3 separate regions of the Mus musculus genome follow, and regions 2 and 3 are each linked to region 1. A link is a contact called in public HiChIP or PLAC-seq and promoter capture Hi-C data. All regions are on one chromosome and are shown on one strand. Each heading gives the region's core, a stretch centred on a gene start, on an enhancer-like site or on the middle of the called end of the contact. The rest is flanking DNA. Distances are from core to core; before and after follow the strand shown.

Region 1 (2,700 bases), core at 201-2,700:
TTTTGTGGAAGTGTCTCATGATGAGGAGCACTGGCTTGGTTAAGTCCAGGAAGTGAGGGCGAGGAGATGGGGGAGTGCGCTAAACAGCAGCAGCACCTTCAGATGATGTTGGCTATCAGGAGGTCACAGTGTTCCAAGTGTCCCTGTGTATCTGGAATGTCACCCAACCGCTTTGTCCTCATCTGAATGAGTCATGCAGACTGCATCCTAAGTTTCCAGTAATCATCCATAAATTTGAATATTTGTGTGTATGAAATATAGATTTTTAGTGGTGTATTTATATCACTCTATCATCATATATAATCAAGTATATATTATATAGTTGTATGTTTATTTTATTGCATATACATACTAACTACATTAGATATGTATTGTAGGTCAAATATATAAAGTTCTGGGAGAAACATGCCTACCTCGGTTTTGCCCGACTTGGCTTTGCTGGGCTATTGTCTTGCTGTCAACAAGTCAGCACCTCACCACATATGTATTGCCACACATACATATATGAAAACTATGTATACATACTTATACATGGTCTTCAATCTTTTGATCCTCCAAGTGCCAGAATTACAGGCATAGGTCACCCTACCTAGCTGCCACCTTTGTTTTCAATCTGAGAAGAAGAGAGAGAGAAAAGATTCCTCAGAGCTAAGCATAAGCGGACTCTGGAGATTTTATGCCGTAGCTGACCCAGGCACCCTGATGGCGGGAACGCTGGTGACAAATGCGGAGAGCTGCTGGCTATCATGAATGGAGAGTCCTTTAAGAATGTCCAGGTCCTGTCAGGTGCTCTGAGGCTGTCACTGATATTTGAGGGCCTAAGTGGCAGTCCTGCTGTAGAGTTGCAAGCTGTCTTCTGATGCTGGCTACTGTCCTTTTATGGGACACTACCAGACAGACAATAGCTTTGTAAATTCTGCCAATTCACAGAACACGTCCGGAAGGCTGCCCTCTCTAGCCTAGTGTGCAAGGTGCTTACTGCCACTCCACTGAGGTTTAGAGTGCCAGGGTCACTCTGCCAGACCCCTGTCTTCATCTCACTGTGCTGGACATTTGCAGGCTCCGTGGTGGGGACCTGGACGTTTTCCAATTGTAGTTGTGTTGGGGTGGAGGGAGATCAAGGAGAGTAATTGCTCTGGGGCGGTATCAGGCTTGGCTCTACCCCCAACCTGGACCCAGAGAAGGGGCTCAGCAGGTTAGTCGAGCAGGCTTCCTCACCTAGGGAGGTGGATGAAATGTGGAGTAAGCCCTAGGACCCAGGTCAGCTCTAGTCTCGATGTTGGAAGTTTACTCGCTTAGAGGGTTATTCTGATACGTGACGTGGTGCGGTGCGGGGACCCTGTACAGAACCCAACCAGTGATGTGAGTCGTGAGGCTCGGGTTTATCTGGCGCCTGGCAGCGAGGGGCGGGCCCTGCACGCAGGCGTTGTAAACTAGTGGGGCAGGCGCAGTGCGCACGGTGGCAGCGACGGCGACAGCAGGTGGGTCATAGCGGGTCTGGAGGGACCGCTGCTGCGGGAACGTAAATGCAAGAGAAGGCTTGGGCGTCTAGGGGCACAGGGACATGGCGGAGGCAGCTAGCCTCAGCAGCTGTGGCTGCGGAGCATATGGCGAGGGGAGGTGCACCACAGCTTTCACATCCGGGAATCGGGAATCGGGGCCCTTGCAGCTCTGGCCTCCTGGCTTCAGGTGAGCTGTTCCTCCAACCTGGCAGAAGAGGGGGTGATCGCTTTTCTCTGAGGCCATGTCCCTTTGGCCACGTTCCCGGCTGCAGGAGCGGCTCCTGTTCCGGGTCCTGACAACCTGGCACTGCTCCAGGGAAGCCTCCCATTTCTTCTTGCTCGTGGTGCAGCCTGTTCCAAGCCTGTTCTTAAGCAACCTCCCACTCACTCACAGAACCACCTACCTGGTTCGCAGGTCCGCTGCAGGTCTGCTTCTCTCTGCCAGTTCCACTGCCCTGAAAGCTGACAGGAAGGACTTCCATGCGTTCTATCCCTCTGCCCACAGTCCCTGACACGCGTCCCATTCAAGCCTTCTAAAGTAGGTCCATGGTGCAGCTGACCTGGGCTCCTAAGGAGAGGAGGCGAGGACTGGGGTGGGCTGTCTATGAAAGAATGGAGGATGGTTGGTTATTCCCGCTGTCTGTCCCCAGTAGGTTCCAGAAACTGGTTCAGTACTCCGTCTGCCATGGCCCGGGGACTGCCCAGTACTGCCTGTTTGGCACGCTTCTGCCAGAAACTGAACCGTCTGAAGCCACTGGAAGAGTCTAGCATGGAGACATCACTGCGGCGCTGCCTGTCCACACTGGACTTGACTCTACTGGGTGTGGGTGGCATGGTGGGATCTGGGCTCTATGTGCTCACAGGCACAGTGGCCAAGGACATGGCTGGCCCCGCTGTGCTCTTGTCCTTTTTGGTGGCCGCTGTAGCCTCCCTGCTGGCGGCCCTATGCTATGCAGAGTTTGGAGCCCGTGTGCCCCGTACTGGCTCAGCATACCTATTCACGTACGTGTCCATGGGGGAGATATGGGCATTCCTCATAGGCTGGAATGTGCTTCTAGAATACCTCATTGGAGGTGCCGCTGTAGCCCGTGCCTGGAGTGGCTATTTGGATGCCATCTTTAACCACAGCATTCGCAACTTCACGGAGTCTCACCTGGGCGTCTGGCAGGTGCCCTTCCTAGCTCACTATCCAGATTTT
Region 2 (2,700 bases), core at 55-2,554, 1.1 Mb before region 1:
AGACCAGGAGTGTCCCTCCCATCAGTGCCCCAGGGAAGATACTTCCTTTTCCCCCCACTTTGTTTCTGCCGTTGGAGTGACAGTAACAGTCAGCTCAGGCTTAATGTCCTAGCTTTCCTTCGTGGGTTTCTCCAGACTCAGAACTGGCAAGCTCAGAAGTCCTGACATTGTGTTTCTGTCCCTGCCTCAGACTGCACATATTCCTCTAACAGAGTTCCAAATTCCCCCAAGAACGCCATGAAAAAAGTCACTGGTGAAGCCAAACCTAAGAGATGTGTAGACACTTTTACTTCTACATTGTTTTATACACAAAATGATTAGCACTTGATCACGTGTGAGTGCCCTCTCTAGATCCCAAAGATGCACCACAGTGTGTCATATGCCCCATCTGATCCTTAGGCTGTAGAAGAAAGATTTGGACAATGGAACATCCCTACCCTGGTCACAGACTCTCTGGTGAGGTTTAAGCCACCACCTGGGATGTGACAGTAACACAGAAGTTATTCACACCGTGGGTCACTTAGTCCTATCAACTTTTTGAAGATTCAGAGTCACAGCATCTTCATGCATAAATGTGGCTCTGAGCATGGACTTGTCTTTATGTGTCCCTCAGCCCCCTTCAACCCCTCTCCAGGGGGGTAGCTGGGGAGAGCACAGATCACAGAAAACCGGGACCAGAGCTGGAGCAAGGAGGGCTAAGGTGGCCTTCGGATTGTGTCCTTCTAGCCATACACCTCAAGTACTCCCATCTTACAACCACACCCTGCCTGCCGTGTGCTTTCCATCTTGCCCAGGCGTTTGTGTGTGTCCAGTGTAGAATGCCTAGCACCCAGCAGACTGCAGGAGAGCTCGGGTTCTGGACTTGTGCTCAATGTACCAAGGGTAGGGCTCCAGGTCTGCCCCTTCCAAATGCTTCTTGATGGGGTGAAAAAGGGGTCTTTATATCACCTGAACTCATTCATCGGCTGCATGAAGCACAGTCCTGGGACATGCTTTATAGAATGGCCACTCGATGGAAGGTCAGAGGCCCAGGAACCAACCGGCTTCCAGCGACAGCCAAGGGAGAACAGAGTCTAGGCCTGGGCTAGATGACAGGAAGGGGAGGGGGCGTTCCGGACGAAGCCGTGGGAATAGCCCGGCTGCACTCGCGCGGCCGGGAGAACCAAAGGCCTGGGGGGAACCACAGCGGGACGCCTCAGTCCCCGCCCCCACCGGCCTCTCCGGGTCGCGCGTGGGCGCGGCGGGCGCCGATTGGCTGGCGGGCGCGCGGGCGGGGCGGGTGGTGGCGGCGCGGAGGGGCGGGTCACCCCTCAGCCGGCCTCGGCCTCCACCGCTGGTCGCCGCGCCCCGCCCGCGCGCCCGCCGCCACACGTCCCCCGCCGGCGGCCACCATGAGCACAGGACTGCGGTACAAAAGCAAGCTGGCGACCCCAGGTGAGCCCAGAGCCTGTCCGCGTGCCCGCGCTCCTTTGTCCCCGCCGCCCGCCCGCCTCTCACCGTCTGTCTCCGTCTCTCCCCTGCCCGCCGGCCCGGACCCTCCCGGACCCGCCCGGACCCGGATCACGACCCGGACCATGCAGAGGACAAACAGGTACTGGCGTTGCGCCGCTCGGCCGGTGGTGAGATCGGACCGGCTGTCACCCATTGTGGCACCGATGCTGGTGGCGCCCAGGCGTGACCCCGCCCCCGCCGGCCGTCACCCAGTCCTTTGGCGTTAATCGATTGTCTGTAGGGGCAGCGCCGCTGCTCCTGGGGCTACGGAGGGGAAGTGTAGGCACTGCGCTTGGTTCCCTGACCTGTATAGCAGCGGCCTAGGCACCTCCCCAGAAAGGGAGGCTGGGATAAGGGCCTCTCTCCTCTAGTCCAGGGCCAGCATCCCCTTTTTAACCTGACCGGAAGGCCTCGTGCTGGGGGTCCTGGGTGAGGCTGTAGTTATGACAGGCCAGGAATGGGGGGGGGGGCCCACCAGTCTCCTGAGCAATACCATGGGGCCTCTGCTTCATGCCCATGCACCTTTGGGTGTCTCTCTTCTGTGCCTAAATTTATGCTCACTAGTCTTTGGCAGAGCATCTTCCAAGACCTGGAACTTGCAAGGCTCCCCATCTGAGTCATCCTAGCACTAGCCCTCCAAACCTTGAGTACAGCCAGGCTGTGGCCTTCCAGAGGGGGGCTAGCCTGATTTCCCCACCCCAGGGAAAGTACCAGCCTACCGGGTAACCTGTGAAAATCCAAAGGAGCTGAGGGTTGTGAAACCAGAGTGCTGTGGAAGTGGGTGACCAAAGGGATGTCCTCTGTGGCTTGAGCTAGGCCCTGTTTGAAGATGGGGTGGGGGAGGCCCAATTCTGACACCAGAAGGCTTCAGCAAGCCTTGCTGGGGATGGGTGTTCTCGCCTAGCATTGGACTCCAGAGTACTAGACCAGAGTACATCATCAGACAGAGCAAAAGCAGCTGGCAGATGGGGTGAGCCGGAGAGTCACAGTCTCCTGGCAGGGACATGCCCCGCCCAAGGCTGATGAGACTCACTGGGAGGGGCTCCCCCAGGAGAACTGCCTCCCCATCCCAGTAAGCCAGACAAAGCCCGATGGGGACACATGCTATTGTGTAAGGGAGAGGGGGGCCAGAGGCTAGGAAGGCAAGGACCTAGGCTTCTCCTGGGCCTCTGGAAGGTCTTCCAAGTCACCTGGCTGGGGTACTTGCTG
Region 3 (2,700 bases), core at 174-2,673, 1.4 Mb after region 1:
TAATATGTTAACTCATGATCGACTTAAAACTCCACATTTTGGCTTTTATATACCACCTATGCCACTTTCTGTCTGGAATCTTGACTGTTTTATTTGCTCAGTTTCCTTGTCTCTAAGCTTGGATCCACAGTAAACCCAGCCCATGTCTGTAATCTCAGCACATGGGAGACGGAGACGGGAAGTTTGAGGCTGCATCTTAAAAATCGTATCTATATCTACACATATGGAAAGAGAAAGGAAAAAAATACACAGTTCATTTTAAGAAGATAATATAAAGTGCGAACCACATAGCCTAATTAGGGACGTTACAGGCACTCACTTACATGAGCTTGCAATCATTAAACACCTCTTTACTTTTCAAGTATGCAAACATCAACTGCCCTAACCTTTAGACAAACTGAAAAGCGGACAGCCTCCCAGACTCTGCTATTTGAAATCCACATGCTGGCACGGAAGCATTATTATTCTTAATGGTAATCACATTTACCAGAGCTTCTGATCTTTCTGATCAACCACACTTCTGTCAACTAGTCTGTGTGGTGGGGGGTTGATTTTTTTTTTTTTAATGAGGGCGGTTCTGCACCCACGCATCTGTTGGTTCTGGTGTGTGGGTGTGAGGTGGGCAGGCGGGGCTACCTTCAGCCTGGCCAAAGTCTCCTTCCTCCTTATCCTCCGCAGGGTGTTCAGGTTGCTCCCAGACCCAAAGCCGACTTGCTCAATTTGTTTAGTCGCAGATACGGAGTGGAGCACTTGGACGAGGTAACCTCAATTTAGAGGATGGAGGAACCGCAGGGCTTTGAAGGTTTCTTTCTAAAAATATTTATAGAGAGTCGTAAACTCTAAAACATCTCAATAAAAGCCCAAAGCGCCTTATTCCAGAAGATCAATCTTGCATACCAAAGTCTGCATAAAATTTCAAAGTGTTTTTTAGAATCTCAGGGAGAGAACCCGGAGCGAGCGGCGAAGGGTGAAACCGATCGAATTCTTTAATACAGACAATTGTGTAATTAACAAACGAATAAGGTAGACCAGAACCAAAGGTTAGGGAGGAAGCGTGTCCAAAGCGACCAACCACGAGCCGGAAAAGGTAAGGTGAGCAACAGGTGGGCGGGCGGACACCGGTTCGCACCGGGGAGACCTACGACTAGCACGGCGGGTGGGGTTCGACTCACCGCTGACCGCAGAGCTCCGGCCCCGGCGGGCCAGGGTCTGCTGCACCTGCTCCTGGATCCGCTGGCTCCGGGCCGCCGGGTCGCCGCGGCCGCTGCTGCCGGCCAGCCTCAGTCTGGCCTCGGAGGGCAAGGCCAGGCTGGAGCTGTCCAGGTGACCCAGGATCTGCTGGCCCAGCACAGTCCGGATGTAGCCACACTCGGCCAGTGAGCCGGGGACGGCCATCGCGTCGGCGGAGTGACCAGGAGGGACTGCCAGGACCTGCCCGCAAAGCCGCAGAGGCGTGGGGACCGGCAGCAAACCCCGCCCCGCCCCGCCCCGCCCCGCCCCGCCCCGCCCCGTAGGACCCAGGCCCTTAGGGGACAGGGGCGTGGCTCCTGCAAAGCAGGCGCACTCCGCCCGGGGCGAGCACGTCCTCTGAGGCCCCCACGTATTCTCGGCTCGCGAAGGATTGTGGGAGGAGCTGCCCTTAGGACAGGTGCAGCTGGGAACTTCTGCTGTGAGTAGCACATCTAGTTAGTTAGGGTCAGTTACACTGTTCCAAACGTTCACAGATAATGAAACATGTATGAAATAGACGTATTTTAAAGGTTTTTTTTTTTATCCGTAGTACTTCAGGACGCCGAGCTTTTTGTACAGATGGAGCCCCAGAAACATATGTTCTCCCTCAGTGAAAGCCTCTGCTTGCTCTTGCAAATACACAAATTGTACCCAGTGCGCTCTTGTCCACCCACTTCCTTCTTAAGGAACATGCCCACACAGAGAAACTCCAATAAGAGGCCCAGAGAAAAGATGACTTTTAATACTCAGTTTTAATAGCTCTTCTAACGTTGACTAAGCCCTCTTTATGACAAGCTCTTTGCAGGGGAACTCATGAACGAGGTTTCTCACTTAAATCTCCCGAACTTGAGTTTATCATGCTATTAACTATGCTTCACATGCAATTGGGCTAAGAACAAGAGCTAAGCTCAACAGAAGGGTCCTTGAACTTAAAGTTGACAACCGATGCTACTCTCCACATACTGGTATTTAGACTTGGGAGAAGAAAAGAAAAACATCTATGTTTGTTATCAAGTGGGGTCTTTTCCTTTGGTTGCTAGGGTTTGTACCTTTGTTGGAACAGCTAGGGAACACAACTTCTCTTCTTCCCCGGTTCCTAACTAAACAGTTAATGTGGCTTCCTGTTTTGCCTTCGAGCATCGAGGAAATCAGGGACGAGTCACTCTTTCTCCACAGGCCACATAGTCAAAGGTCATAAGGAAAGCTCTGGAGGTGGGAGCTATGAGGTCAGCAAAAGCAACTGGGCCAGTCTTTAGGTAAATTGTGCCCAAAAGCTTGGCTTGCCAAGTCAGGTGTAAATAATGTACAGATGTGATGCTGAGAGCTTACCGAAAACAAGAATGTTATGACGGTTAAATTACAGCAACAAATCCTGTCACCAGCCCCTTGTAAGCAACCTGTTTCCCTTCATCTATCTCCTAGCTCCTTCTGAAAGTCCCAGGTCTGTTGCTTTAAAAGATAACTGCAGCG

Evidence for each region. Promoter capture Hi-C pulls out the DNA fragments that hold promoters and counts their contacts. HiChIP or PLAC-seq counts read pairs in DNA pulled down with a chosen protein or histone mark.
Region 2: a promoter capture Hi-C map of liver shows a contact between it and region 1, with 3 times the contacts expected there. The contact joins the promoter of Septin5 here to the promoter of Slc7a4 in region 1. A contact is called at or near these places in 3 of 39 promoter capture datasets (hippocampal neurons and liver).
Region 3: an HNF4G HiChIP or PLAC-seq map of pancreatic cancer cells shows a contact between it and region 1. The contact joins the promoter of Pkp2 here to the promoter of Slc7a4 in region 1. A contact is called at or near these places in 1 of 39 promoter capture datasets (pre-B cells) and 1 of 115 datasets of contacts at active chromatin or transcription factors (pancreatic cancer cells).

The regions. Positions count from the first base shown.
Region 1 is chr16:17,575,421-17,578,120 of GRCm38.p6, reverse strand. Slc7a4 (solute carrier family 7 (cationic amino acid transporter, y+ system), member 4) reads left to right here and starts at 1,450. Exons shown (of 5, transcript NM_144852.3): 1 at 1,450-1,481; 2 at 2,156-2,700. The coding sequence starts at 2,188. LOC115488657 (a long non-coding RNA gene) reads right to left here and starts at 2,242. Exons shown (of 2, transcript XR_003951946.1): 1 at 1,907-2,242; 2 at 1,364-1,707.
Region 2 is chr16:18,628,542-18,631,241 of GRCm38.p6, reverse strand. Septin5 (septin 5) reads left to right here and starts at 1,304. Exons shown (of 12, transcript NM_213614.2): 1 at 1,304-1,434; 2 at 1,581-1,591. The coding sequence starts at 1,392.
Region 3 is chr16:16,212,068-16,214,767 of GRCm38.p6, reverse strand. Pkp2 (plakophilin 2) reads right to left here and starts at 1,423. Exons shown (of 13, transcript NM_026163.2): 1 at 1,173-1,423. The coding sequence starts at 1,395.